Linked DNA regions of Mus musculus: regions 1, 2, 4 and 5 are each linked to region 3. A link is a contact called in public ChIA-PET, Hi-C and promoter capture Hi-C data. All regions are on one chromosome and are shown on one strand. Each heading gives the region's core, a stretch centred on a gene start, on an enhancer-like site or on the middle of the called end of the contact. The rest is flanking DNA. Distances are from core to core; before and after follow the strand shown. Region 1 holds the start of Stk38 (serine/threonine kinase 38). Region 2 holds the start of Cmtr1 (cap methyltransferase 1). Region 3 holds the start of Mtch1 (mitochondrial carrier 1). Region 4 holds the start of Rnf8 (ring finger protein 8). Region 5 holds the start of Kctd20 (potassium channel tetramerisation domain containing 20).

Evidence for each region. Promoter capture Hi-C pulls out the DNA fragments that hold promoters and counts their contacts. A called contact is a pair of places that touch in the nucleus more often than the background predicts. ChIA-PET counts read pairs in DNA pulled down with a chosen protein or histone mark.
Region 1: a contact with region 3 is called in an RNA polymerase II ChIA-PET map of effector CD8 T cells, with 12 read pairs. The contact joins the promoter of Stk38 here to the promoter of Mtch1 in region 3. A contact is called at or near these places in 1 of 39 promoter capture datasets (hippocampal neurons), 4 of 115 datasets of contacts at active chromatin or transcription factors (effector CD8 T cells, embryonic stem cells, memory CD8 T cells and 1 more) and 2 of 9 other capture datasets (adipose tissue and liver).
Region 2: a contact with region 3 is called in a promoter capture Hi-C map of liver, with 3 times the contacts expected there. The contact joins the promoter of Cmtr1 here to the promoter of Mtch1 in region 3. A contact is called at or near these places in 4 of 39 promoter capture datasets (fetal liver, liver, pre-B cells and 1 more), 2 of 115 datasets of contacts at active chromatin or transcription factors (extraembryonic endoderm stem cells and memory CD8 T cells) and 2 of 9 other capture datasets (adipose tissue and pancreatic islet).
Region 4: an RNA polymerase II ChIA-PET map of memory CD8 T cells shows a contact between it and region 3, with 30 read pairs. The contact joins the promoter of Rnf8 here to the promoter of Mtch1 in region 3. A contact is called at or near these places in 2 of 39 promoter capture datasets (erythroid cells and liver), 2 of 115 datasets of contacts at active chromatin or transcription factors (effector CD8 T cells and memory CD8 T cells) and 2 of 9 other capture datasets (macrophages and pancreatic islet).
Region 5: a contact with region 3 is called in a Hi-C map of rod photoreceptor, with 2.6 times the contacts expected there. The contact joins the promoter of Kctd20 here to the promoter of Mtch1 in region 3. A contact is called at or near these places in 2 of 39 promoter capture datasets (cranial neural crest and pre-B cells), 2 of 484 Hi-C or Micro-C datasets (embryonic stem cells and rod photoreceptor), 4 of 115 datasets of contacts at active chromatin or transcription factors (bone marrow-derived macrophages, effector CD8 T cells, epiblast stem cells and 1 more) and 1 of 9 other capture datasets (liver).

Annotation. Positions count from the first base shown.
Region 1 is chr17:29,006,027-29,010,039 of GRCm38.p6, reverse strand. It overlaps Stk38 (serine/threonine kinase 38), which reads left to right and starts at 2,045. Exons shown (of 14, transcript NM_134115.3): 1 at 2,045-2,329.
Region 2 is chr17:29,658,499-29,662,285 of GRCm38.p6, reverse strand. It overlaps Cmtr1 (cap methyltransferase 1), which reads right to left and starts at 1,691. Exons shown (of 24, transcript NM_028791.6): 1 at 1,515-1,691. All of the region lies in intron 7 of Gm28043 (predicted gene, 28043), which reads right to left.
Region 3 is chr17:29,345,341-29,349,628 of GRCm38.p6, reverse strand. Mtch1 (mitochondrial carrier 1) reads left to right here and starts at 1,697. Exons shown (of 12, transcript NM_019880.4): 1 at 1,697-2,162. The coding sequence starts at 1,842.
Region 4 is chr17:29,613,003-29,617,109 of GRCm38.p6, reverse strand. It overlaps Rnf8 (ring finger protein 8), which reads right to left and starts at 2,321. Exons shown (of 8, transcript NM_021419.2): 1 at 2,032-2,321. The coding sequence starts at 2,142. It overlaps Gm28043 (predicted gene, 28043), which reads right to left and starts at 2,321. Exons shown (of 28, transcript NR_132314.1): 1 at 2,032-2,321.
Region 5 is chr17:28,950,435-28,954,692 of GRCm38.p6, reverse strand. It overlaps Kctd20 (potassium channel tetramerisation domain containing 20), which reads right to left and starts at 2,257. Exons shown (of 8, transcript NM_001356300.1): 1 at 2,124-2,257.

The DNA of each region.
Region 1 (4,013 bases), core at 796-3,295, 340 kb after region 3:
GACAACTAAGATTAGACTTGCCCCCAAGGAACTGAATGCCCTTGAGCAGTCTAAAGAGGTCTATGTCCCCTTTCCCCTCTAAGTTTCATTCTGTCCTATTTAGTGTTGGACAATTGGAAGGGCAGTAGATATATAAGAACCCTATAAAGTAGCCAAAAAAAACACATCTACATCAGATTTCCTGAGGCTGGAGTTACAAATGGTTGGGAGCCATCATGTGGGTGCTAGGAACTGAACTTGTGTCTTCTGTAAGAGCACTCACTGTGTGGTTTTTTGTTTGTTTGTTTTTTTTTTTTTTTTTTTTTGGTTTTTTGAGACAGGGTTTCTCTGTGAAGCCCTGGCTTTCCTGGATCTCACTCTGTAGACCAGGCTGGCCTCAAACTCAGAAATCTGCCTGTCTCTGCCTCCCAAGTGCTGGGATTACAGGTGTTTACCACCACTGCCCGACTCTCTGTATGTTCTTAACTGCTGAGCCCTCTACCCAGCCCCTATAGTCTTAGGGGGCTATTTGTATGCACACAGTGAAAGCACCAGGCCAACGCACACCAGTGCCTGAGAAGCACCAGGCCATTGCACATCAAGCCCCATTCTGGATCTGTGTTGGAAAAAGTACTCAGAGTCAGCTGATGAGCGTTGCCCTGTGGGGAAGAGGAAAGGGGGAAGTAGCAGCAGGCACCACTACCCCTGCTTGGGAATTTATTTTCAAATGAGAGACATGATGTAACCCACATCAGGACTTGAGAGGCTAAGGCAGGAGGATTTCGAGAGTTCAAGGTTTACCCTCAGCAACACGTTGTTTGTGTTACCCTGAGACCCTGAGCTACATAAGACTGTCTCAAAAAAATTTTAAGAGGCAAAAAAAAAAAAAAAAAAAAGTAAAAAAAGTATTAGCAAGATAATGAATTCAATAATTACAATGCAATTAAAAACAAAATCAGCCGGGCGGTGGTGGCGCACGCCTTTAATCCCAGCACTCGGGAGGCAGAGGCAGGCGGATTTCTGAGTTCGAGGCCAGCCTGGTCTACAAAGTGAGCTCCAGGACAGCCAGGGCTATACAGAGAAACCCTGTCTCGAAAAACCAAAAAAAAAAAAAAAAACCAAAAAAAAAAAACCAAACCAAAATCAAAGCGGGGGTGGTGGTGGTGGTGGTGGTGGTGGTGGCGGTGGCACACACCTGCTGTAATCCCAGCACTTGGGAGGCAGAGGCAGGTGGATTTCTGAGTTCGAGGCCAGCCTGGTCTACAAAGTGAGTTCCAGGACGGCCAGGGCTACACAGAGAAACCCTGCCTCGAAAAACAAAAAACAAAACAAAAAAACATAAAAGAAAAGGGAAAATCAGAACACTTACTAGGGGCGGCTTGGGAAGTGACTAACAGGAGGGAGCTCTCTTCTCGCTTGCTCCCAGAGGACTCCTTTCTAGGGAGCCATTCATCGTTTTTTCAGGACTTTAAAACTTTCTAATCGAGGGCACTGGGCTCAGTTCTCTGGAAATCAATGAGAGGCTTTAAGTTGTGCACAATGGAGAGGTGTTAGGTGTGAGAGATCACCTGATCCCAAACAAAGGCACGTTAATCCTTTACAATAACGAAAAATAGGAAGGGCCACGGGTTCCAACAGACTTATGGCCACAATGATCTGAAGTCAAGGAGGATGGGGTAAAACTCAGATTAAATTTCAGAGAACTAAAGACATCATCCAGCGAGTGCACGCCAAATGCTAAATCCCCGTCACGGTAGTTGATTGCATTGGTTTAGTTGATAGAGAGCCAATGTTAATTTCCGGGTGCAGAGCCCGGTGCCTTATGTAAGACCTTGAGGGAAGCTGGGTGGGTGTTGGCTTTTACGGAACTTCCAGGTTTTCGTTTTGTAACTTCTGGCGAGTCTATAATTATTTCAAAAGAAAAAGTAACATAACAAAGGCCAGCTAGTCCAGCCCATCACAAAGCCACCAGGGAGCCCGCCCCGCTCTGCACTCGTAGGGCCTCCTCGGCTAGGCGCAGTCGGGTGAGGGGTGAAATGTGGGCGGGGCGCCGCCGCGCACGCGCAGTCCCGCTGCCCGGCGAGCGCCGCTGGCGGGGGGCGCATGCGCAGTCTCAGCCGCGGCGGCCCCTCTCCACAGTCTGAGGGGGTACCGGGGGAGCCTTGGCCCCTCCGCGCCGCCGTCTTTTCCGGCAGTTGGGGTTCTTCCTTTTGTCCTGTCCTGTCGCGGATCGGCAGCTGCGCTCATTCGGAGTCCCCGGCGTGTCGCGGTCGCTCTGGAGCCGCCCGCACGTCGCGTCTGCGCCGTCTCTGTAGCCGTCGGCCCCGCGCCTCCCTCCCCCCTGGGTCTGGTGAGTGTCTCCCGGCCGTCGCCTCAGGCTTGCCGCCTCGTCCGGCCGTCCCACAGCTCCTGTGCACTCCAGGGCTCCTGTCAGCGTTCTCTCTGTGGTCCCCAGAGCCCCCTTGTCCGTCCCTCTCTTTCTACGCCTCTGTCCTCAACCGGGACAGGCAGCCGCTCCCTCCTTTCCTAGTCGCCAGCTTTGTGTGTCTGCTGCCACCGGCTCGTCCCCTCTGACCTCGGTCAGTACCACTCTGCACCTTAGGATGAGAGAACCAGAGGGTGTCTGCACTTCGAGAGCTCCCCCCACCCCGGGGTAGGTGTGGGACCTTGGAGGCTGTCCCCCTAGTCCGCGATCAGGGGGTACCGGGCTTCCCCTCACCTTAAGATCCCCGCCCGTGGACTGCAGACTGTTAAAATTCGAGAAAAGGGACCGAGCTGGAGGACAGGGAAAAGTGGCAGAAGAGTCGGAGGAAAAGTGTGTCAGAAAGCGCATAACGGCTGCTGCCAGCGGCGCCCTGCAAAGGACCCAGAGACATAGGGGAATCTTGCTCTTTTTCAAGATGAATAGGAAGGTCAGCGGCGTGAAGTAGCTTCACTGCTTCCTCTTCCTTCAGCTCACCTTGGCTGTGAAGTAGCCAGTACATACGGTTTCCCTAAACAAAAAAAACAAAACAAAACAAAACAAAAAAAAACAAACCACATCGCTGCAAGAATAGCTCCCTGCCCCACCCCACCCAAACATCAGATAGCAGCTTCCTCCTAACCCGATGGCTCTGTCCTCAGACTCTGGACAGCACACCAGTGTACACACACACCCACTTCAACATCAGGCATGTTCTCCACTCCCGGGAGTGGACTTCACAAATGGAGCATTTTGTCTGAGATGGGGTCTGAATGTGTACCTATGCCTGGCCTGGAATTTGCTTTGTAGACTAAGGTGGCCTAGAACTCACGGAGATCCTCCTGTCTCTGCCTCCTAAAGGAATATGCCTCCACAGACCAGCCCACTTGTGACTTGTGACTTTACTTTTCTTTCTTCCTTCCTTTCTTCCTTCCTTCCTTCCTTCCTTCCTTTCTTCCTTTTTTTTTTTTTAAAGATTTCTTTATTTATTTTATGTATATGAGTACACTGTAGCAGTACAGATGGTTGTGAGCCTTCATGTGGTTGCTGGGAATTGAATTTAGGACCTCTGCTCGCTCTGGTTGGCCCTTTTTTTTTCCTTAATGTATTTTTTTTTTTTTTCTTTTTTTCCGGAGCTGAGAACCGAACCCAGGGCCTTGGGCTTGCTAGGCAAGCACTTTACCACTGAGCTAAATCCCCAACCCCTCCTTAATGTATTTTTGTGACAGGGTTTCTTTGTGTAGTGCTGGCTGTCCTGGAACTTGCTGTGTAGACCAGTCTGATCACTAACTAGGAGATCCACTTGCCTCTGCCTTCCTCTTGTGACCCTTTTTTTGGGTGTGTGTGTGTGTGTGTGTGTGTGTATGTGTGTCCGAGACAGGATTTCCCTGTGTAGCCCTGGCTGTCCTGGAACTCACTTTGTAGACCAGGCTGGCCTCGAACTCAGAAATCCACCTGCTTCTGCCTCCTGAGTGCTGAGATTAAAGGTGTGCGCCCCCACGCCCAGCTCATGTGACTCTTTAAGGAGTAGCCATGGCTTCATCTTGAATTGCCCAATGAAAGAGAATAGACC
Region 2 (3,787 bases), core at 442-2,941, 310 kb before region 3:
CGATGGCCAGGAGCTGGTTTATGAGAAGCATAAAGTTTAAAAAAAGAAAAAAAAAAAAAAAAAAAAAAAAAGGACGAGGAGCTGGAGACATGTGTATGTCTTAAATTCAATTCCCAGCACCCACACCAGACAACTCGCAACTGCCTAGAACTCTAGCTCCAGGGAAACAGACACCTCTGGCCTATGCAGGTACCCACATGCCTATTTAAAACAGTCGAAAAAAATCTTTAAAAAAAAAAAAAAGAATTACAGGCCGGGCGTGGTTGTGCACACCTCTAATTCCAGCACTTGGGAGGCAGAGGCAGGCGAATTTCTGAGTTGGAGGCCAGCCTGGTCTACAGAGTTCCAGGACAGCCAGGGCTACACAGAGAAACCCTGTCTCAAAAAGTCAAAAAAAAATTACAAAATCTTCAGGAAAAGTAGTGTATTCAAAGAACTCAGAAAAGAGAAAAGACTTAAAAGTTGGAGGTACACTGGTATCTTTGGGGAACAGGGACGCTGGGATACAAGAACAGACTTCTCTGGCGTTTGAGTCAGACATATAGTTTTAAGACCATGTGTTGTTTTGACTATGAACTGATACTCAATATTGTCTATGAAAATCAGAGCCAGTTCAACTTATTTCAAAATATTTGCTGGGGTGGAGGGAGAATGAGCATCAGCAGTCGAGGTAAGAAAGTAATGGAATTTGAAGGGATATAGCAATCCCTCCCCTTGAAACCTAGCAAAAGGTTTCCGTATTTCCAGCCCGAGGATGAACCTGTGGACCCAATGTACGATCATCCCAATCTCAGGTGGCAATTTCCTAAGTGACAGTAGCAGTGCCTATTAGAGGAAAGCAGGAAAGCCAGGCGACTGAGCCAACAGAAAGCCAGGCCCGAGGAGCCACATTTTTACTTGACATCACAGATAGGTGAGCCTACTGGAAAGCTCATCGCTGAGGCTTCACAGCACATAAAATGGGTCTCATTTAACTCTTAAGTCGTCCCGGTGGGTGTGGGTGAAGCGGGGGTGGGGGGTGCCACTGGGAACTCAGTGTGGTCTGCGATGGGGCAAGTGAGAGAACAGGAAACAGCTTTGTAGAAGGGCAAGGCGGCAGATACGAACGTCCCCCTCCACCACAGCACCTTCGACTGGGGCCTCGCAGGGAATCCAAGCCAATCCTCTCATTTCCTCGGCCAGGGGAAGGCCAAAGGGCTATCGAGTGACCTACAATGGCAGACGCGCTGTGACCAGGCACTTCTAAGCGCTGCTAACCCCCGTATGCAGAGGGGAAAGAAGGGAACGCCATCTCCCCGACGGAGCTTCTCCTTTGGAAACGTCAGGTGTGATACTGTGTGCGCGGCGACCAGCAGCAGCGGCAACCTCGGCTCCGAGAGGTTGCTGGGGACAAGACAGGGGGCAGGAGCAGAGAGAGGCTACCCGAAAGCGGGCAAAGCGGCCGCCGCAGGGGAAGGATGCTGTGCCCGTGCGCCCGCCCGCTCGCACCCCCGGGGCCGCGCGCCTGCACTCACGCTGAGGGGATGGGGCGAGTAGCCGGCGAGCGGAGACGAGGGACCAGGCCGCCACTGTCGCCGCCCAGGCTGGCCCTGCAACCTCCTCCTCCCTCACTTTCGTTTTCCTCGCAGGGCCGGCTAGCTGCGCGGTCGCGCTCGGAACCCGCCCCGCGGGCGGCGCCGCTTGATAACGTCACGAGCCCGCCAGCCCCGCCCCCGCTGGGCTCAGGCTTGGCCCTGGGGAACTGCCCAGGTCGCACAGCGCGCAGGACCCGAGGCGCCTGCGCGGAAGGGGGACCGCGAAAGAATGGGGGGGCAGAGAAAAGCCACTAGGAAAATAACCCTTGTCTACTCTCGCCCTAAAGAAGGGAAATCAATACTTCACCTCAGTTTATTCATCTTGTTATGGATTACCTGAAGAAGGAAAACTCCCAAGATGTCTTAATAAATCATGTGGAGTCTTTATTATTTATTACCACCGGTGGGGCTGTCTCAGGCAGAGGAGCGGGAAGCACCCTCGGACCTCCAGTTTGTTCGACATTTTAAAGACAAGGACTGCAACTGTGATGTATACAGAAAGGCAGCTCCAAACATGTGCAACAAGCAAACATTGCTTTTTTTTTCTTTTCAGAAGCAGAGTGATAACAATTAAATGGTCAGGCAGTTAACCTTTAGGTCAGAATCACAATCACATGGTATAGAAATTTATGGCTGATCAAGAGACCAGTTTAGCATAAGATTTAATGACTGGTCGAAGTGACCGGAGACGAATTTTTGCCCAAAATAGTTTTAGCAATGAAAGTATTCTTAGGAGCTAGGTGGTAGTGTCGAACACCTTTAATGCCAGCACTCAGAAAGCAGAGACAGGCATATCTCTGTGAGTTCGAAGCCAGCCTAGTCTACATAGCTACTTCCAGGACAGCCAGGGATATATTGTAAGACCCTGACTTGGAAAGTGGGAAAAAAAAATCCTAGAAAGTGTTTCACAACATGGCGTAACTAGTTTGGTAGCTTACTACAGTATCGTCATTATATAGATTTAAGAATACAGTCAGAGGAGCCGGGCGTGGTGGCACACGCCTTTAATCCCAGCACTCGGGAGGCAGAGGCAGGCCTATTTCTGAGTTCGAGGCCAGCCTGGTCTACAAAGTGAGTTCCAGGACAGCCAGGGCTACACAGAGAAACCCTGTCTCGAAAAACAAAACAAACAACAACAACAACAAAAAAGAATACAGTCAGAGACACAAACTGGCCAAGGTCAAAGACCTGTTCCTGTTCCATAGGACATATTTAACATTGGACTAGGCATAGCTCAGTGTCAAGACTGTTCGTCCGGTACACACCAGATCCTAGATCTGATTCTCAATGCCTCAGACTAAAAGAAATAATGGCATCTGTGGCATTTGACCATATGCACTGAGATGGGCTGTAACTCTAACTCCTCTTCCCATTTTCAGACCAATATAACTTTGTTGGACATTCTCAGCTGCGTTTGTCTCTTAAACCCCGAGACTTCAAATGTCAACATATGTTCTCCCATAATGCTGCTTTTTTTAAAAAAAAAAAGGATTTTATTTTTATTTTATGTGTATGCGTGTCCTTCATGCACGTATGTATGTATGCCACATGCATATAGTACCCTTGTAAGCCAGAAGACAGCATCGGATCCCCTGGAACTTGAATTACAGATAGTTGTGGGTGCTGTGCTGAACCCAGGTCTGGAAGAGCGGTAAGTGCTCTTAACCCCTGAACCATCTCTGCAGCCCCTTTCCCAGGTGGCTGGCGCTATATGATTCAGTCTGTTTATTTGTCCAGAGATCTGATGAGTTTACCTTTTCTTCATTTCCCTGAAGCCAACAATGCACTTGAGACTTGAGTTCAAGTTTGCCTTCTACTTGTCAGGTAAACATCTCCTACCCTATCATACCTCATCCTCCCCCTCCCCTCCCCTCTCCCCCTTTCCAACCCTCCTTCTCCCTCTCTTACCCACCCCTAAAGCTTTTGCAGTAATCTCCAACTTATGATGCCTGTCTCCAAACACCTCTGTTTGAAGCTTTGTTTGTATTATCATGTGTGAGCCTATGGCAACCCATCAGTGACTCGACCCTGCCAGTGACTTCCCACTGCTCTTAGGATGACACCAATGTTCTCTAGGTGGCCTCAAAGCCCTTCAGCCTTGTCCTACTAGCCCATCACTTCTCACCCTCCTGGTGCCGTCTTTCTCAAACACCTTGTCCCTAGGGTTTCTCTCCCTGCTTTCTCTCAATGGACCATCATTTCCCTTCATGATG
Region 3 (4,288 bases), core at 448-2,947:
TCCAGGCAGGCATGGCGCAGGCAGAGCTGAGAGTTCTATGTCTTCATCCAAAGGCTTCTAGTGGAAGACTGACCTAGGGTGAGAGTATTAAGCCCACACTCACAGTGACACACCTACTCCAACCAGGTCACACCTATTCCAACAAAGCTACAACTCCAAATGGTGCTACTCCCTGGCCCAAGAATATACAAACCATCATACTAGGGAAGGGTACAATACTCTCTCACCTGGACCTCATAGAAAGGAAGACACCTAACTCTGGACGTCAGGCCTATCTTTTGACCACTCAGTGTATATTGTCAAGGGACAGAGGAATGAGAAGTCCTGGCAATCCCAGGGGCTTCAGTTTAGCTGGGTTCCCAGTGTTTGATGTGGCCTGTTTGAATTACCATCCATCTGTCTGTCCATCTGCTCACCCACCTGTACCCAGTCCTGCAAGCCCTCAGCAGCTCTGCCCTTCCTGAGCCGTTCTCCAGATGGACTGGTTAATATCTAACCTCAGAAGTGGCTTTCTCTGCCTCTGCCTCCAGTAAGGACTCTTTCAAATTGTTGAGATTTGTGGCCTTTGTAACCCTTTGAAGTCATTCTGTCACACACACACACACACACACACACACACTTATAATCACAGTGTGATCTGTATCTTGAGATAATATTAGTAACTAAGATGTGAATGAAAGAATTGTGATTGCTAACAGCCAGCTATCAATTGCAGCCAAGGAAATTGATGTAGCATGGTGCACAGCTCAGTCTGGCCTTGAACTCCTATCCTGATGCCTCTGCCTCCTGAGTATCGGGCTTACTTTACAGGTGTGTGCCACTGCACTGGATTGTTACTTTGTTTGCTTCATTCATTCCCTTAGGAATGGTTTCCCTGAAGATATACTTTCTATGCATTCCTATATTTGCGGTGATAGAAGATAGATATTAATGCCAGACAATACAATATGATACAACACAGTACAGTACACGGTAGTACGGTACAGGGAGCCACATTCGGAATGGGCCATACAAAAACACGGTCCAATGGGGGACAGTCAAATACAGATCGGAAAAACAAGGCACTGGGGACAATACGGAGGAAAAGCCCACAGATGGAAAGTATTTGCGTGGGCAAGTGTCAGGAACGTGAGGTAAAACCTACACCACGGGCAATCAGGGAGGGTGCAAATATCTGACCATTCCAAAGACCTTCCTTGCAAACTAGCAAGAGGACAAGGTCCCTTGCTAGGGACCAAAGGGTCCCTGCTGACTCTGAGGTCCATTACCAGAAGACTCTATTATTGGGCAGTTCAAGACCAGCTGAGAGCTGCTGTGCTTGTTCAGAGGTGGAAACAAATCACCGGCTGGAGTAAGCACCTTCCTGGAAGGTGGCCCTAAGAATTGCTCTCAAGGCATGCGTAGCACTATGCTCCAGGCACTAGACTAGAGCTCTCCCAGGCCTAGTTATTTAGTAACTAAACGCAGCCAGCACCGGGCCTTCATAAGTGCACAGGCAAAGAGTGCTCCCAGCCCTCAGCAGCTGTGAGTTACTCAACTATTGAGGGGTTTCTACACAGGTCCCGGGATCGTGCTGAAGGAGTGCAGAAGCAGGGCACACAGACTGAGACTCGTAGGCACGATTGCGGTGACTGGCCTGGTCCGCAAAGGGGCGGGCACAGAGCTGCAAAGAACCCGCCCCGGGCCGGAGGAGGCGGGCCCGGGAGCACCAAGGAACAACACTCGCCCGCCCGCCATGCCCCCTCGCCCCGCGGCGTGAGTGGTGCTGCCAGGACCCTCCCCTTGACGTTCGGGGCGTGGCCAGCACCACGTGACGGGGAGTGACCTCCACGCCTGGCGCCATGGGGGCTTCGGACCCGGAAGTGGCGCCTTGGGCTCCCGGCGGCGCCGCGGGGATGGCGGGAGCCGGAGCTGGTGCAGGAGCTCGGGGCGGCGCGCCGGCCGGAGTCGAGGCCCGCGCTCGGGACCCGCCACCCGCGCACCGCGCGCACCCTCGCCATCCTCGGCCCGCGGCTCAGCCGTCGGCGCGCAGGATGGACGGCGGCCCGGGCGCCCCGGGCTCCGGGGACAACGCCCCGACCACCGAGGCGCTGTTCGTGGCGCTGGGCGCGGGCGTGACGGCTCTCAGTCACCCGCTGCTCTACGTGAAGCTGCTGATCCAGGTGGGGCGGGGGGCGCGGCGGGAGGATGTGGATGGGATGTGCGGTGTGGGGGTGCAGGGAGGGGGCTGAGGGATCTGAGTGATTGACGTGGGAAAGGAAGCGATTTGGAGGTGCTGGGAGGGAGCGAAGGGACGTGAGTGACAGACGTGGGGTAGGAAGGGATTTGGGGGTGCAGGGAAAGGCGATGAGATGTGGGAGATAAGTAGTCGAAGGCAGTGAGCTTGAAATTCCGAAGGGTAATGGATTTGGGGTGCGGAAAGAAGCCACAGGATTGGGGGAGGGCCGAGAAGTTTTGGTGAATGGGTAGATGAGGGCTGGCTGGGTACAAAAGCGACGTGTTTAGAAGGTGAGTACATTTGGGGCAGAGGACAGCGGGGCTCTGGATTTATAGAGATGGATGAAAGCTTTGAGGGACAAAGGAGTGGGCAGCAGGGCCAAAAATTTCAGAGGGAAAGAATGCAGCAGGGAAGAGCTATCGGTTTACTTGAGAAGGAGCCTGTAGATTTGATGGCGACGACAGATTTGGTGGGAGGAGGGGCCTCCGCATTGGTGGAGGGGGGGAGTGGAGCGGTGTCTGGAAAGGGGAGCCAGGAGGCGGCTTTTAGGGGGAAGGGGAGAATGGGATGACGCATTTAGTGGAGGAAGGAAGGAATTGAAGTAATTGTGTCTGCGTGGGTTGGGAATGGGCAGAAAATGGGGATAGGCACAATAGGTAAGGGTTGTCAAAGCTGGAGCAAAGGTAGGGATGTCTGGATTCAAGGATGCTTGGGCACCTAAACGCTTTTTTGCTTGTTGGCAGCAATTCACTCCAATAGAGGATGAGGAAAGGGTAAAGGGGGAGGAGGGATCTGGTTGGAAGGAGGTGTTGTGCATTTGGCAGAATTGGGTGGGTGTGTGATGGAGGTGGGGAGAGTTTTGATTGGCGTGGTTCAGGCTCAGACTGATAATCAAAGATGAAGCCTAGCATTTTCCAAAGGAGTGGGGGATGGGTGGTGAGGATTGAGTTGGAGACCCAGCTAAGATTTGAGGTTTGATTTAAGGCAAGTGAGTGTGAAGATTATTGTACTATCCTTGTCATAGAACTGAGAGAATTAGAAATACATTTGGAATGAGAAGGCCTTAAGAATGGGAGTCGCTGCTGGGCAGTGGTGGCGCAGGACTTTAATCTTAGCATTTGGGAGGCAGAGGCAGTCGGATTTCTGAGTTCGAGGCCAGCCTGGTCTACAGAGTGAGTTCCAGGACAGCCAGGGCTACACAGAGAAACCCTGTCTCGAGAAAAACAAACAAAGAATGGGAGTTGCTGAAGCCCTGGGGTCTGAGGAATGGGGATTCTAGAATTTGGAGTTTAACTAGAAATATAAGGAATGAGAAGATACTGTCAGGGCCATTGGGCATCAAATTGTGCAGAGATTTGGAGACGGCTGAAAGGGGGATTTGGAGACCAGCACTGACCTACTGTCATGTGAATGTGTATTTACAACATAGTGTTGCAGCCACAGCAAGCCTCAGCTTAGGAGGGACTCTGGGCTTTGCAGGTATCTGAGTTGAGCAGTTGGAGGTGCTAGGAGCTGATGGGGTGAGAATCAAATGCTGGACCTTAGGATGGCAGGCGGAGAGGGTCGGGGGGGCTCTGGGTGTAGTGTGGGAGGACACAGGGGAAGTGGCTTATCATTGGGAGCATGGTGGCATTAGTGTGGGGGTTTGAAAGAATGAAAGGTCTTTGGAGAGGGACCTAGAGAGTGAAGGGGAGCCCAAAGGGTGATGGGAACTAGATGGCAGGGGGGTGTAAGCCTAAGAGCTCTGTTGGGGGTGACAACTTCAGGGAGCTTAATGGCTATAGCTTAGTAATCGGTAACACTGAACAAAAAAGCAACAATAATAACAGATTGTGTTTTGCAGGGAACAGGTGTGCAGGCTAGATGTTGAGCCTCAGATCAAGACTCGTGGGCGGGGGTGGAGGCAGGCAGAGGTATTGAAGGTGGCAAACTGGCTCTGCTGGTGTTAGGTACGGGATCACGGTGTTGGCTGTGGTTAGGACAGTTAGAAACAGATCTAGGTGAGCATGACGTGAGGACAAATCAAGTAGGCCGTGACCTCGGCTCACATTGTACCTTTGATAACCCAGT
Region 4 (4,107 bases), core at 1,072-3,571, 270 kb before region 3:
GAGGTTTCTATCTGCATAATGAAGCTTTGAGGGGAAGAACTGGGAAGGCAGGAGCCAACCTGCTTTAGCTGTTATGATTGGCTGATACCAGGCACACCTCTCAAAACCTTTTGCAAACCCACCTGGGCTATATCACCTGAGATCCACAGTCAGATCTCATCCTGGCTTTGAGTCAAACTCTTTATACACCCTGCAGGCTATGCTCCAAACGCTGCCTGCAACCTGACTTTGCAGGTCACCAGGCAGGCTTGCTTCCCTTACACACAGGCCCCCAAGGCCCTCAGTCTTCAGCTTTCTCTTGGTTTGTCTGAGTCTTGCCCCATAGATGTAATTCCACACAGATCAAAGGAACAGTACTGAGTATGTTCAATAGTGCTTTACGGTCGGTCCTCTTGCCCTCGTTACTCCAGGAGTGCCCAACTAGCCAGGAGTAATAGATTAGTCCACAGAACTGAGTCTCAGTGAACAAGTCAACACTTAAGTTTCCCTCTAGGGTTGTGAGAGACTAGTAAATGCTCAGGGATCAGATTAATGAAGATGAAAAATAGTAAGACCTCATAGGTAAAAATAAACAGCCCTCTAATGCCTAATTTAAAGCAGGACCTGCTCTAGAATATCACTAAATAAGCCACACCTTGGCCCACCCAGACGTTCTCAGGCTCCTTCACTGTGTAAATTCTCTTCCCCTGGTTCAAACCATAAATCCCTACATTCGCCTCTCAATTGAGAATATGCAGCTTATCAGAAAAACCGAACTTACCAATTCACTGAATTTATCTTATATGATGTTTCAGGGTTATTATTCTTGCAAGGAAACACCATGACCAAAAAGCAAGTTGGGGAAGAAAGGGTTTGGGTTTTTTTTTTTTTTTTCAGCTTACACTTCTGAAGTGCAGTCCCTCATCAATGGAAGTCAGGACAAAAACTCACACAGGGCAGGAACCTGGAGGCGGGAGCTGATGCAGAGGCCATGGAGGGGTGCTGCTGACTGGTTTGTTCAGCCTGCTTTCTTATAGAACACAGGTGCACCAGCCAAGGGACAACCCCACTCACAATGGGCTGGGCCCTCCCCTATCAATCACTAATTAAGAAAATGCCTTACAGCTGGATCTTATGGAGACATTTGCTCAATTAAGTTTCCCTCTTTTCAGAGGACTCTGGTTTGTGTGCCAAGTTGACAAAAGACCAGCCAGTACACATGACCAACATTCAGTACTGTACAGGCTTTCCAAAACCTCAAGGATTCTACATTGCAAGCGCATCCCTGACCCAGTTCTGCTTCCAGAGCAGACTGCAAGGATTGAAAGCCCACAACAGCACCCAGCACCTCTCCCCCACTTAGAACTGTTCCTCCCACTTTGTCTTTGTTTCTAATTTTGCGTTTGTGGAGCTGCAGATACAGCTCATTTGGTAGAGTCCTTGCCTTCCAAGTTCTGTGACCCTGCGTTCAATCCCCAGCACCGGCCTTTTAAGTCAGCTTTACATTGTGAGCAGTTTCTGGAGAGAAGGCTGACCCACTTCAGGAGTGGCCCACCCCGACGCTCCAGTTCCCCTCGGAGATGGAATGGAAGACTTTTATTTTCAGTATTACAGTTCGAGGGGTTTAGGCATGCTACCCTTAAACTCCTGATCACACTTAAAATCAACTCCAGAGAGTCCACGCCCTCCGCAGCCTTCCAGGCGTCCATCTTCAGACTCCCTAGACAGGTTCGCCACTCCTAGGAATCAGTGGGGACGCCTCTGCCTCAGTTTCTCCGTCTCTGATAGACCCTTAACTGGGACAGTGCCTGTTCTCGACCCCATCCTTCTCCTCGCTGGGAGGCCCGCGTCCGTTACAGCGGCTCCGGCACGGGTCCCGCTCCCGCGCAGCCGCCCTCCAGCTCGGGCCTCAAGCCGCGGACTCGCCTGGCCTCGCGGCCCGGTCCCTCCGGGCCCTGAGGTGGCCGGAGCCCGCTGCCTCGGCGCCTCCCCGCCGACCGGTGTGCGCGGCCTTCCCCCGCTCCCGCAGCTCGCCAGGCCTCTCGCCCTCACCTCAGTCCCAGCCTCCAGCTGCAGCCACTCGCAGTCCATCCCCAGCCGCCGCAAGCACCAGCTCCGGCGGGCCGCGAGCTGCCCCGAGACCAAGGGGTCGGGCTCGCCCATGGCCCGACCGGCACTGGGGCAGCGTTCAGCAACCAGCCAACCTCTAGCCTGAGCTCCGGCCGCCTCCGAGGTTCCTCTCGCGCAACTTAATCTACACACAAGACAGAAGCAATCGCCCGGGGATCGACCGCGTTGAGAGCGCGGGCCCGCCCCAGGCCTGGGAAGGCGGGCAGTGCGCGTGCGCAGCGGGAGGCGGGCGGGAAGTGCGCAGGTGTGAGCCTGAAGAAGGACGAGCGTAACGTCTGCTGCGGACAAAATCCTAAACTAAAGCATAGATTTTAGGACTTGGAGGATGGCTCAACGAGTAAAGCTACTTGCTGGCAAGCGTGGAGACGATGCTCAGGCTTCACCTATATGGTGGCTGGGGAAAACTGACTTTTCAAATTGGCCTCTGACTTCCAAATGCGCACCCTAGCGGGTGGGTGTGGGTGTGCGCGCGCGCCTGTGTGCGCGCAGAGTAATAAACACTTAAAAGTTATAGATTAAAAATTATAGTAAACAACAGAAACACTCTCTTTCCTTGGGTTCGTGAGTATAATAATGACTTTCCCAATACCTTCTTTCCTCTCTGCGCTCTCCAAAGCCAGTACCCCAGATCCAGCAGCAATGAACCTGAACCTTTATTTGTATCCCACCCCTTTTTCCTTTGGCAGAGTGTGGTGGAGGATGAGGAGTTCAAGGGCATCTACCGCTATGCAGTGAGTTAGAGGCCAGCCTGGGATATGAGACCGTGTCTACAAAACAAACAAAAATTGCTTTATAACACGGTGATGACGGCCATAACCATTTTATTGAGAACTATAGCCTACTTTGGGTTGGGAGTAGGAGATTCTGAACATTGAACACACAGCCAAGGATGTACTCTGTAGCTAAATTATACCTCCACCCCATTATAACCCACTTTTGAGTGATTTAGAAAAGTCTGATCATTTTAAGGTTGATTCAGTCTATTCCTATTTAGCATCTATTTGTTTTTCATGACCTCATTTTGTTTCTGAATCTTTAAAAATTATACCAGGCAAATCTGTAGAGATGGATCGCATTACCTGGGGCTCATACAGGGTACAGAAGGAATGGAAATGGGCTTGAAGGGGCTAGGGAGATGAAACTCTCCCTTCTCTCTCCACGCTGAAGTTTGGGTGTTTAAGATATGTGTGTATGGGCTGGAGAGATGGCTCAGCGGTTAAGAGCACGGACTGCTCTTCTGAAGATCCTGAGTTCAAATCCCAGCAACCACATGGTGGCTCACAACCACCCGAAAGGAGATCATGAGATCTGGTGCCCTCTTCTGGTGTGTCTGAAAACAGCAACAGTGTACTTACATATAATAAATAAATCTTAAAAAAAATAAAAAAAAGATATATGTGTACATGTTTTGCCTGCATGTATGTCTCTGAGCCAAGTGCATGCCCAATGGCTGCAGAAACCAGAAGAGGTTGTTGGATCCCCTGGAACTGGAGTTTATTATTTTTATGGATTGTTTTGGTTCGGTTTATTTTTATGTATGTGTCTTGCCAACATGTATGTATGTACCACGCGTGTGCCTAGTGCCTGTGATGTCCAGAAGAGGATATCAGATCCCCTGGAGCTGAGGTAACAGATAGTGAGCCATCATGTGGGTGCTGGGCACCAAAGCCATGTCCTCTGGATGAGCAGCTCATCTTGATGTGCCATTTCTCGTACCTGATGTTGTTTTTTGTTGTTGTTGTTGTTTCGAGACAGAGTTTCTCTGTATAGCCCTGGCTGTCCTGGAACTCACTTTGTAGACCAGGCTGGCCTCGAACTCAGAAATCTGTCTGCCTCTGCCTCCCAAGTGCTGGGATTTAAAGGCATGCACCACCACTACTCGGCTGTTTTTTGTTTTGTTTTGTTTTTTTGATTTATTTATTATTATGTGTAAGAACACTGTTGCTGTCTTCAGATGCGCCAGAAGAGGGCATCAAATCTCATTTAAGGATGGTTGTG
Region 5 (4,258 bases), core at 1,008-3,507, 400 kb after region 3:
CGACCCGTTCAAGCTTCTGATTTATCTCAGCACTCTCATCACCGTGGTTTACAGTTAGAACGCACAGTTCCTTCAACTTCCATGAGACACTGGCACTATGGTCATATCAGAGTCTCTCTGTTTTCTCTGCCTTGTTATTTCTCCGCTCTGCACCACCTTCTTGCGGAAGCATTTAAAAGGTAATAGAGCAGGAAGGGCAGCAGGCTAGACCAGGAATCCTCCTCCTACCATCTCAGACTCTTGTGTTTGGATGTGGGGAAGAGGGGAAAAGAGTATGGCGTACACTAAGGGACAAACCTAGTACCTCCCACACATGCAGAGCAGGCGCCCTGCCACTGAGTTACATCCCCAGCCTACCTCCCAGTCACTACCTGAAAGATGAGAGGACTGAGCTAGGTAAACTTACAACGTGCTCCCTTATCCTCTAAGCTTCTCATTTCAAGGACTCCGACTTTCCCATCTTAAATCATTTAACATCATCCAAACAGTTCCCTCAGTTTCTCACTCCAATTAGCCATGGAGGTGTGGGGAGACCCCATGTGTGGCAGGTGGGAAACACAAAACAAGTCAGGAAACTCAGCATTACAGAAAGGCACACTGTTTTTGTACGTCATCTACAACAACAACAAAACCATCAATAAGTAGCCAGACATCCAAAGCCACCAAAGCCAAGAAAAACGCCAAACCCTCATGGCTACCTTTAATATCCCTGTGGAGTCTCAAGAGACATCAAGATGTAGAAAACACCTTTGGCAGATGTGGAGGTCATCCAACCCTCATTTCTGCCAGACAGCAAGGGAATTCTGAGCCACGCTTGGGATACTGTCTCTAACATGCCTTACTTCAGTTGTACTGTGTAAGCTAGGCATCATTCAGATATTCTGTAGCTAGTGAATTGATACCCACAACTAAAAGCCCATAAATACTACTGATGCTGGCACATCCCAGGGAATCAGAGACCCCCCAGGCTCCGGGCACTCCCTGGCTGATACCATGAGAAGGAAAGCAGAGAGCTGAGGTGGGAGCCAAGACCTAATGACATGCTCAAGCTCCCACGATCCTACCAACAGGCTCCTGAGAGAAACAAGGTGGGTTAGCCTGATCCACGCCATCTTTCTCCCACCCAGGCAATAACAGGATATGGATAAAAAGCCATTTCCTGCTCTCATGTAAGGGCTCCAGAAAGCACTATCCTTTCTCACACAGCCTTCCGAATCAGGGCTTCTTGACTCCCGACTGATTACGGACAGGAGAGGAGTAAGTCAACAGAAAGAAAAGGACATGAGACAGTATTTACAGTCCTCAGGCCAAGCTAATCTTGGTTTCCTAAGGTCCGGTTCCTGGCTTACCAAGGCGGCCCAAGCGGGGTGGTTGCCTGCCAGCACTAGTAGACTCAGGGGTCCACCCTAGATTTCTAGAATTAATTTCTGGGAGCCGTGCTAGCGACCTGCAAAACGCGTTTGAGAACTGCTACTTTAAGATTTTGTTTTTGTTCCTCTGGAGTGGGGTTGACGTTCTAATTCAAGGTTCGTCACAACTAATATTATTCCAACATTCTGTTTGGGAGATCATTTAAAAAGAAATCTCAAATTTCTAGGTAAACAATTGTCTATCAGCAAACAGACACCGTGAAAGAGCTTGGTTGGTCAGAGTTCCTGGCCTGTCTGTTAGTTCGTTTGCTGAATTCTCACTTAAAAGATTAGATTTACTTCTAAATAGTAAATCAGCCCAATCCAGGAATGTTCAGAAAGAATGACAAATTCCCACAAAGGGGAGGAGGTGTCCTCATGGCGCAAGCCTGACGACACTGTCTGCTATAAAAAGTTCTTATATGCAAGAAAAAAATCTCCCAGTTCTGCACTAAGCATGGGATGACAACAGAGGGGCGACAGGACCGACAGAAGATTCCAGAGGTTCTGGGAAAGCGCGACCAACCTTCCCCAGCCTGGGCTACCGGTGGCCCTGCGTGGTTGGTCGGCAGCCTCGCCCGGCTTCTCCTTTCTCCCCAGGCCGGGGAGGAGCCCGCACGGGGCCTCTCAGGCCGCAGCGTCGCGCCCGCCGCCATCATCAGCCCGCGCCATCACCTGCCCGCTCGCCCGCCCACCCTGTCACTCGGCACTCACCGGCCGCTTGCTGCCGCGCTCTCCGACACCGAGCCCCGAAGCCACCTCCAAGCTCCGGCCACCGCGCGCCCCCGCCCTGGCCGCGGATCCCCGGTTGAGTCACCCGGCCCTTCAAAACAAGAGCCCCGCCCACCGCGGGGCATGCCGGGAAGGCCGCGCGGCTCGCCCCGCCCCCGCCGCGGACTCCGCCATAGGCCGGGGCCTCGCCTGCCTGCCCGGCCGGCCGGGAACTGGGGCTCTTCGCCAGGGCGGCCCAGTAACGCGCGCCGCCGCCGCTTGCGCTCCATCACCCAAGGGGCTCAGACAGGAAAGCGAGCTGCAGGCTCGAAGGTGAAAGAGGCTGGGTCGCCCCGGAACGCGTGATGCTCACGGAAAGATGAGCCTATCGCCTTTGTGTGGCGGATGGATATGAACTGCAGCCCAAAGACAGAAAAACATCAACAACAACAAAACAAGATAAAAGAGAAAACAAAAACTTCCCCCCAACTCTTGAGTTTCACGGAACAATCTGCGATAGCAAACAAGATTCTACAGGTTTCATGTTACCTGGAAGCAAACTATTAGAAAGCTGGTTGCCTTGCTTCCTGTGAACCGCACAAGGGAACCTGAGAGGAGGAACCTGGCTCCATCTCTCAGGGTCACGGGGACTTGTGGCTTTTGTACTTAAGAAAGTTATCAGACCAGTTGATTACACCATCACAATGATTGCACAGACTTCTAGTTTTGGGTGTTTCGTTCTATTGGGGGTTTGCTTGTTTTAACCTTTATTTCCCTTCTCCCTCCTCCCTGGCTCTCCACTCTTAATACATGGGGTGTTCTTTGTTTTTTGAGACAGTCTCCTTTATCCCAGTATGGCCTTGCACCTCTGATCCGACCTTCACCATGTGAGTGATGGATAGGGTTACAGACAAGCCCTACCGTAGCCGAATTATGAAGGGCTCTGGTGTAACCCAGGGCTTCATGCACCCTAGGCCATTATTCTACCAGTTGAGCTACGTCTCCAGGTCCGAGTTCATTTTATTGAGATGTGACGCCGCAGCCCATGTTGAATTTGCTGTGTAGCCAAGGATGGCTTTGGACTCCTCATCCTCCTGTCCCTGTCTCCCAAGTGCTGACATTATTCTACTTTAAAACTGCTGCTGAGCACTAAATAAACTAATAAAACCACGCAAAAAAATATAGGGAATACCTGTGTGCACAGCATTAATCCTAGCACTTGGGAGGTAGAGGCAGGAGGATCAGGAAATCGAGGTCCCCCTTATTTGGCTTATGTTGCTTCTGGGGGGGGGAGGGGAGGAGGGGGACGGGTCTACCTTGCCCAGTTTCCCCCATACCACCTGTCACTAAGGGAAGTCAGGGAATCCAGTCAGGAAACTGGGTCTACAAAGTGAATTCCAGAACAGCCAGGGCTACACAGAGGAAACCATGTCTCAAAACAAACCAAATACGACCACCAACACAGTAATGTCACAAAAAAGCCAACACAGTAATGAGATCATGTGCTGGCATCTCTGGGCCTTGGAACTACAGAGAACATACCCACTGATTAAAATTTCATTCCAAAAGTTTCCTCTTCTAATCCTGTGCCCCTGTGCAGTCTCCATACCCACGGTGGAACTACTGCCTTTCTTGTTCTGAATACAGGACAATCAACTTCCTCTTTCTTTCATTTCCAAGCTCCCCTCACCCATCCTGAGCCAACACTTAATACTTGTTATCCATCGCCCAGAGGGGATCCAAGATAGCACATACTTAACTAATAGTGAAGAGTAAAAGGGTTGTCTTTTGATTAAATATCATTAAATCAGACATGACACCGATTTTGGATGAATATCAATTATAGGAGGCATATGAGAAATGTGTATTAATGTCGACTTTTGTCACTTTAATTTAACTGTATCCTCAGTCAGGCTGAGTTCTGAGTTCCAGGCCTGCCTGGTCTACAGAGTGAGTTCCAGGACAGCCAGGGCTACACAGAGAAACCCGGTCTTGAAAAACAAAGAAACAAATTTAAGTGTATCCTCAAATATCTGAACTAGGTTCATCATCTGAGACTGTAACCCTTCCTAAAGACAGATTGGCAGGCCTGGAACTTTCATTGTTCATAATGGCTAATTTGAAAAGTAGCACAAGTC